Regions from separate parts of the Mus musculus genome. Here region 1 is linked to region 2. The links are chromatin contacts, called in public HiChIP or PLAC-seq maps. All regions are on one chromosome and are shown on one strand. The core of a region is the stretch at or near the end of the contact, and the rest is flanking DNA. Distances in the headings are between cores, read along the strand shown. Region 1 holds the start of Msantd4 (Myb/SANT-like DNA-binding domain containing 4 with coiled-coils). Region 2 has its middle 25 kb from the start of Aasdhppt.

Evidence for each region. HiChIP or PLAC-seq counts read pairs in DNA pulled down with a chosen protein or histone mark.
Region 1: an H3K4me3 HiChIP or PLAC-seq map of embryonic stem cells shows a contact between it and region 2, with 6 times the contacts expected there. The contact joins the promoter of Msantd4 here to the enhancer-like site in region 2. A contact is called at or near these places in 7 of 39 promoter capture datasets (the 3T3-L1 cell line, 3T3-L1-derived adipocytes, the C10 cell line and 3 more), 3 of 115 datasets of contacts at active chromatin or transcription factors (the SCID.adh cell line, bone marrow-derived macrophages and embryonic stem cells) and 4 of 9 other capture datasets (adipose tissue, liver, macrophages and 1 more).

The regions. Positions count from the first base shown.
Region 1 is chr9:4,374,701-4,378,046 of GRCm38.p6, reverse strand. Msantd4 (Myb/SANT-like DNA-binding domain containing 4 with coiled-coils) reads right to left here and starts at 1,495. Exons shown (of 3, transcript NM_145609.2): 1 at 1,424-1,495.
Region 2 is chr9:4,282,579-4,285,651 of GRCm38.p6, reverse strand. No RefSeq gene overlaps it. Among named protein-coding and RNA genes, the nearest start is that of Aasdhppt, 25 kb to the left of the region's middle. Within about 2 kb of position 1,566, at least 26 of the 459 cell types and tissues checked have an H3K27ac peak or open chromatin away from gene starts, as enhancers often do. A contact at or near this core is called in embryonic stem cells, where this site is marked.

The sequences.
Region 1 (3,346 bases), core at 246-2,745, 92 kb before region 2:
TAAAAGTTCTGTTACTCTAGAGGACCCTTATTCTGGTCAGTCTTCACTTAATCCAGAGAAAGACTTTACCTGAAGCCTTGACAGTATTGAGTTAAAGAACATTTGAGCATCAGTGCAGTCAGAGATAAAATCTGTTAGCTGCGTTTACAAAAGCAAAAACTAGCAGATTATGAATATGTCTGTCTTTTTGTACCATTCCTAGTACCTTGATGCTGTGTATGAGAGGTTTGGATTTTCTCTAACAGACTCCCAAATAAGTTCATCAAAGGTATTTACTCAGCTCCTACATTTGGGGCACCATTCCTGGTGCTAGGGATAGAACCGGTCATAAAATGTACAATTACACTATTTTTGATGCCCAACACGTCCCCCTCTTTATTGTTTTCATCCTGTTCTTACAGTAAGGAACTTGACAGTCAGTCACTAAATCTCAGGTCCCAGTGTTCGAACCACAGACAGCAGCTGTTTTCCTGAACTTCCTGACCATTGGGAAAGGAAGAATAAATAACCCTCCAACTTGTGGAGGGCTTCCACAATTATTCTTTACTGTTCAGAAACAGAAATGTTGTGCAGTGCACTCACATAACTACCAATGATGTACTGTAAGATAAAACTAGGTATTTCCTCTGTAACGACTGAATGGACTTTCTAGGTTTTTGTCTAACATAGAACTAAAAGATCTGGAAAAAAAAAACTGGCAATAACATCTAAATTAAAGAAAGAAAGAAAGAAAGAAAGAAAGAAAGAAAGAAAGAAAGAGAGAGAGAGAGAAAGAAAGAAAGGAAAAAAGAAAGGAAGGAAGGAAGGAAGAAAGAAGGGAGGGAAAGAGGGTAGGTTTGGGGGGGGGCGGGGGAGAGAGGGAGTCACTAAGTAGTTAAGAAGAAAAGCATTCCAAATCTACAAACTTCCCTCCACCCCTGTCTCACTCCAATCTTATTTCAAGAGTGACTTCCCTTTCCTCAATATTATTACAGGGTAATTATTTTCCTTCCTTTAAAACTTGAGGTGATAAACACAACTGAAGTTTGCTTAAGGGTCTCCCGCTACGAAGTAACGTTGGGAAGGTGCAGTTGAGGCCTCTGGGACGATGGATCCCACAGCCTGGAGTTTTCGGTGGGGGAGGGGTCAAGGTGGTGCAGCGCCCAACTAGAGTCCAGGCAACTTGGAGGGTTATTATTGCTTTCCGAATGGTCAGCAATAGCCCTACCTAGGTTTCCCTCACTTCTGCAGAGGCCCAGAGCTTCTCCCGAGTCAGGTGACAATTATGAGTGGGACTTTACTCCACAGCCTCGGGATCCTGCGCTCTTCAATGTCAAAACCAAAGCTCACCGAGGCGACACCCCACAGAGACCCACCCTGCCAAGTCTCCTCTGCTCCCTCGAGCTCCCCAGTCCCCGTTGCTCCGCTGCAACCCAACACTCACCTGCGACCCCGGGGCACCTCTGTCGGATCGCCCCTGAGGGTGCTGGAAAAGAGATGCTTCATGGAGTCCCCGCCCACCAACTTCTGCCTGCTCCGATTGGCTGAGATGGCTGTTGCTCATGGGTTGCAGCTAATCCATTTGTCCAGGGGGAATTGCCACTCTGCCTTAGAGCCCGCCTCAGGCCAGGCCTCACAATGGGAATCGAGTCCCAAACCGGTTCCGGGTTAGTGCCCTGGACAACGCCCCGAAGTGATTCGCCTCCCGTTCAGCGCTCACTTTTTGCCACGTGACCCTGTCAATCAAGCGTCCTCTAGCAAAGGATTGGTCCCTAGAGACAGTCTTGCCTCGCTGCTCCGCCCGATGGAGACTGGCCTTTCAATCTCCAAACTCCGCTCCTGTCCTTGATCTTCGATAAGGCCAAGGAAAAATGGAAACCCTTGGGTCCTCCTCTCCTATTCACCTAGCTGCGGTCTCCGTGGACCTCAACCTCTGACGTTGCCTTTGCAGTTTTCAAATCAAAGACTCGTTTTGTACTCTTAACCTAAAATGGAACATTTGGCTTGTGGACGGTTTCTCCAGTGTTCTCCATCTCCTCCCTCTGATCCTTCAGAGCCCTACGGGCTGATGTCTCCTTTGGCATTGTCAGTGAACCTGGTTTCCCACTTCCTCCGTTTCAGGAATGTCCAGTTCTCCCTGAAAATTACTAATACCCATCCTCTCACAGCCCACTCTTCAAATTAGAGTCAAATTGAGACGCCTACAGTTTCTCGGGGGAAATTATTCCTAATATGCAAATTAGGAAATTCTCTTTAGGCTTTTAAAATCCTAATCCTGCTTTTCTCTCAGGCTTTTTTTAACATGGTCTCCCTTTTTGCTTCCCCCAGCTCTCCACTGTTCTTTTGAACTCTTTAGTGTCTTAGGGACTGCCTTTGCCTTGCTGTGTTTCCACCCTGTAAGGCTTTCCCAGGATCAGAATTCATTTTGGAAATTCTTTTTTCTTTTCTTTTCTCTCTTCTCTCTTCTCTTCTCTCTTTCTTTCTTGTTTGTTTGGTTTTTGTTTTTTGTTGTTGTTGTTGTTGTTTTTGTCTTTTTGTTTTGTTTTGTTTTGTTTTTTTGAGACAGGTAGCTCCGGCTGTCCTGGAACTCGCTCTGCAGACCAGGCTGGCCTCGAACTCAGAAATCTGCCTGCCTCTGCTTCCCAAGTGCTGGGATTAAAGGCGTGTGCCACCACTGCCCGAGAAATTATTTTCTAAAGTAACCTTTCCTATGCAGTTACTTCGCAGCTACTTCAATTTATCTCTCCAATATAAGTTTGCCAGATGGGAAGGATGGCAAGCTAAATTTGAATAACAATTTCAGGGTGACATTCCACATTTTTTATTTGTTGACTCTGACAATCATGCTCAAGTGAGATCAACCACAACCTATATTTTCCCCATTATAGCTCTTTTTTTTTTTTTTTTTTTTTGCGTAGCAAAGCTTCTAGCATGTAATAGACATTTTATAAAAAGATGTAAAAGCATGACAAAATGTTGTGTGTATATAACAAGTCTTTATTTTTTCATATAATAGTCTTTTTTAAAATTAGGTATCTTCTTTATTTGAATTTCAAATGTTATCCCCTTTCCTGGTTTCCCCTCTGAAAACTTCCTATCCCTTCCCCCCTGCCCCTGCTCACCAACCCACCCACTCCTACTTCCTGGCTCTGGCATTCCTCTACACTGAGGCATAGAACCTTCACAGGGCCAAGGGCCTCTCCTCCCACTGATGACCAACTAGGCCATCCTCTGCTACATATGCAGCTTGAGTCATGGGTTCCTCCATGTGTACTCTTTCGGTGACGTCCCTGGGAGCTCTGGGGGTACTGGTTGTAACAAATCTTTAATGTTTATTTCTAGAAAAATAATTGCACAAACTATGAAG
Region 2 (3,073 bases), core at 317-2,816:
TTCAAACAAGTCTGTCAAACCACATTTACTGCCATCCTCATCTAAGCTTTCTTACTTGGATGATCACCACAGACTCCTCAGGACTGTCTCCTCATCTGTAGGAAAATCCAGGATCTCCCTACCTGAACTTCGGGTGGATTGGGTTTGCTTACTTCCTTGACCCAACTTCTTATTGCTTTGCTTCATGATCTCTCTAGTTACTCATCAATTCACTTTTTGAATTTTCATTCACACTCTTACCCCCTGTATATAATGCTCTATATACTTGTTTACATGGTCCACTGTTAATTTCGTTGTCTTCATTCAAATATCATCTTTTAAGTGTGTCACATTCTGTCAAAGTTTGTACACTACCATCTTTATAATTGCCAACATTTATGATCTTGCCTCTACTTTTATTCCTGTTACTTAACACTATAAAGTGGCACATGTTACTTTCTTCCCTATTAATTGCTCTATTCCATTTAGGGCTCTGGAATGCTTTTGTTTACTTCTACTTTCCTGTATCCAGAAGTTCAGTAACTGTTGAATGAGTAATTATTGGGGTTCTTTATTGGTTTTCTAGGGCTGTCGGGGCAGGGGAGAGGGGGACAAAACAAAACACTAAAGGCAGTTCATTCACAGCAGAAAACTTTGCTCATTGATGAAGAATGGAATTTTGAGATCAAGCCTGTAGTAGGGTTGATTTTTGAGACACCTCCTCCCACTGACTCATAGATCTAACCTTATCCTTGTGTTCCCAAATAGTTTTTCCTCTTTTTTGTTTGTTTGTTTGTTTGTTTTGTCTTTTGAGACAGGTTCTCTGCGCAGCCCTGCCCTGGAACTTGCTCTGTAGACCAAACTGGCCATGAACTCAGAGATTTGTTTGACTCTGTCTCCTGAGTTCTGGGCCAAAAGGCATTTGACACCACCACCTGGCATGCACTAGTTCCGTTTTTTTGTTTGTTTGTTTTTTGTTTTTTATAGGGACTATTAGGTCTTCTCATCACTGTGATTTAAAAGGGAAAAAAGGAAGAAAGCTTTATTTTACCTCATGGTTTCAGGGGATTCAGTTCATGGTTGGTAGACATCATGGAGAAATCAAGGAAAAGAAAGAGTAGCAATTATTCCTAAGGGACAGGAAGTAAGAAGAGGTTTCTCTAGACAAGGTCTGTTTTTTTCGGCCAGTCTCTGTCTCCTAAAGATGACACCTTCTCCAAATAGTGCCACCATAAGAGTTGGGGAAAGGGGTATTTCCCAATCAAACTGTGAGAGGGATGCTAGACCTACATAATGATAGCCTGTTCTAGTGAACTTAATTAACATTGAATTGCCCTGTTGTAAGCTGGCCCGCGGCCTACTTGAACCGGGTACACCTGGGAGGCAGGCTGGGGCTGAAAGAGACTAGAGTGCGAGAGAAATTAATGGAGACCAAGACAGGTTCTGTTCAAGGCCAGTTTACTAAGAGAGTATGCTTATAAGGGGGAAGGCCCATCCCCCACCAGTCCATTCTTGGTGTCTGGAGCCAGCCTTTTGGGGAGGTACAGGATAGGATGTTCCTCTGGAGTATCTCAGCGGCCTCTCAGCAGGTAGCAGTGTCTTGGAGGTGAAGTGGCGGGTGGAAGAACAATAGAGCCGTCTAGGCAGGAAGGCTCCACCCCAGGTGGTCTAATTCTCAGTGGCAATGGAGTCTGACCCAGCCTGCTTCATGGTGGGGGAGGTTACATTGCCCAATCTCCTTATATACTCCCAGATACACAAGAGTTACATAATATAGTCACTTGCAGATTTTTCTAATAGCTTCTTAGCTGGTGAGAGGAGGAGGCTTACCATGCCATTCTAATCTTATGAGAAAAGCTCTGACTACTTCATTGGACAAGACTGGAAACAGCTGCTGTTTCTTGTGGTTCCTGTGGAACCCACATGTCAATGTGTCACTGGCATGCAGGTGTGCGGATCTCTTCTGGACTGTAGGGCGCTCCTTGTGAATCTGATAAAGCCATGGACTCTTGTTTTGTTTTGATTTTTCAGAAAAAAAAAAAAGTGTATCTGTGTGCACTGAAACACCCATGCAAATCTTGTATTGTTAATATAAGAATTGAATGAATAATATATAAACATATAACATGCTTCTAATTCTTGTTGATACTTCCTCTGATTCTTTCTCCTGAAATTTGTTCTCCATTATTTGATCACATAATTTTTTGTAGCTTGCTGGGGACAACATACAATGACAGGGCCTACCTGCAGTAGGCCAGGATGGAGGCATCTTAGAAGCCCGCAGCAGCTCCTTGTAGAAAAGGATGGCTTCTGAAACCCTGAGAAGCAGGAAACACATCCCTTCGGGGGACCTGCCATCTGAAATAGGGGACTGCCTGCAGTAGGCTGGGATGGAGACATCTCAGTAGCCTGCGGCAGCTCTTTTTTTTTTTTTTTTTTGCGGGTGTGTGTGTGTATGTGTGTGTTTGAAGACAGGGTTTCTCCTAACCTTAGCCCTAGACTGCATGGATTTATTTGTGTGTGACTGCTTTTCAATTGTCCTTGCTATGGATAATTCTATTATATCTGACTTTCTTACTTCTTTTTCTTTCTGCTCTGGTGAATTCTGTGAATTTGGGTGTTCCTTGATGTAATGATTTTTAAAGAATTAAAAATTGAGGCATGAGACACTGCACAGTAAAATCTTAATGGCCCAGGTGCATGCTGTGTGTTCTTATCTTGGAAACAATGGAAGAGCTGCACAATGGTAGTTGCAGATTAATGCTTGACTTGCAAAGAAAGTTTGAAGAAACTTTAGAAAATGAAATGGAGCTAACAGGATCCCAAGAAAGGAAAAATTATTATTATTATTACTATTACTATTATATATTTTCTTTATTTAAATTACAAATGTTATCCCCTTTCCTAATTTCCCATCCGAACATCCCCTATCCCCCCTACCCACTCCCCAACCCACCCACTCCCATTCATGGTCGTGGCATTCCCCTATACTGGGGCATAGAGCCTTCACAGGACCAAGAGCCTCTCCTCCCATTGATGACCGACTAGGCCATTCTCTGCTACATATATAGCTAGAGCCACAAGTTACACCATG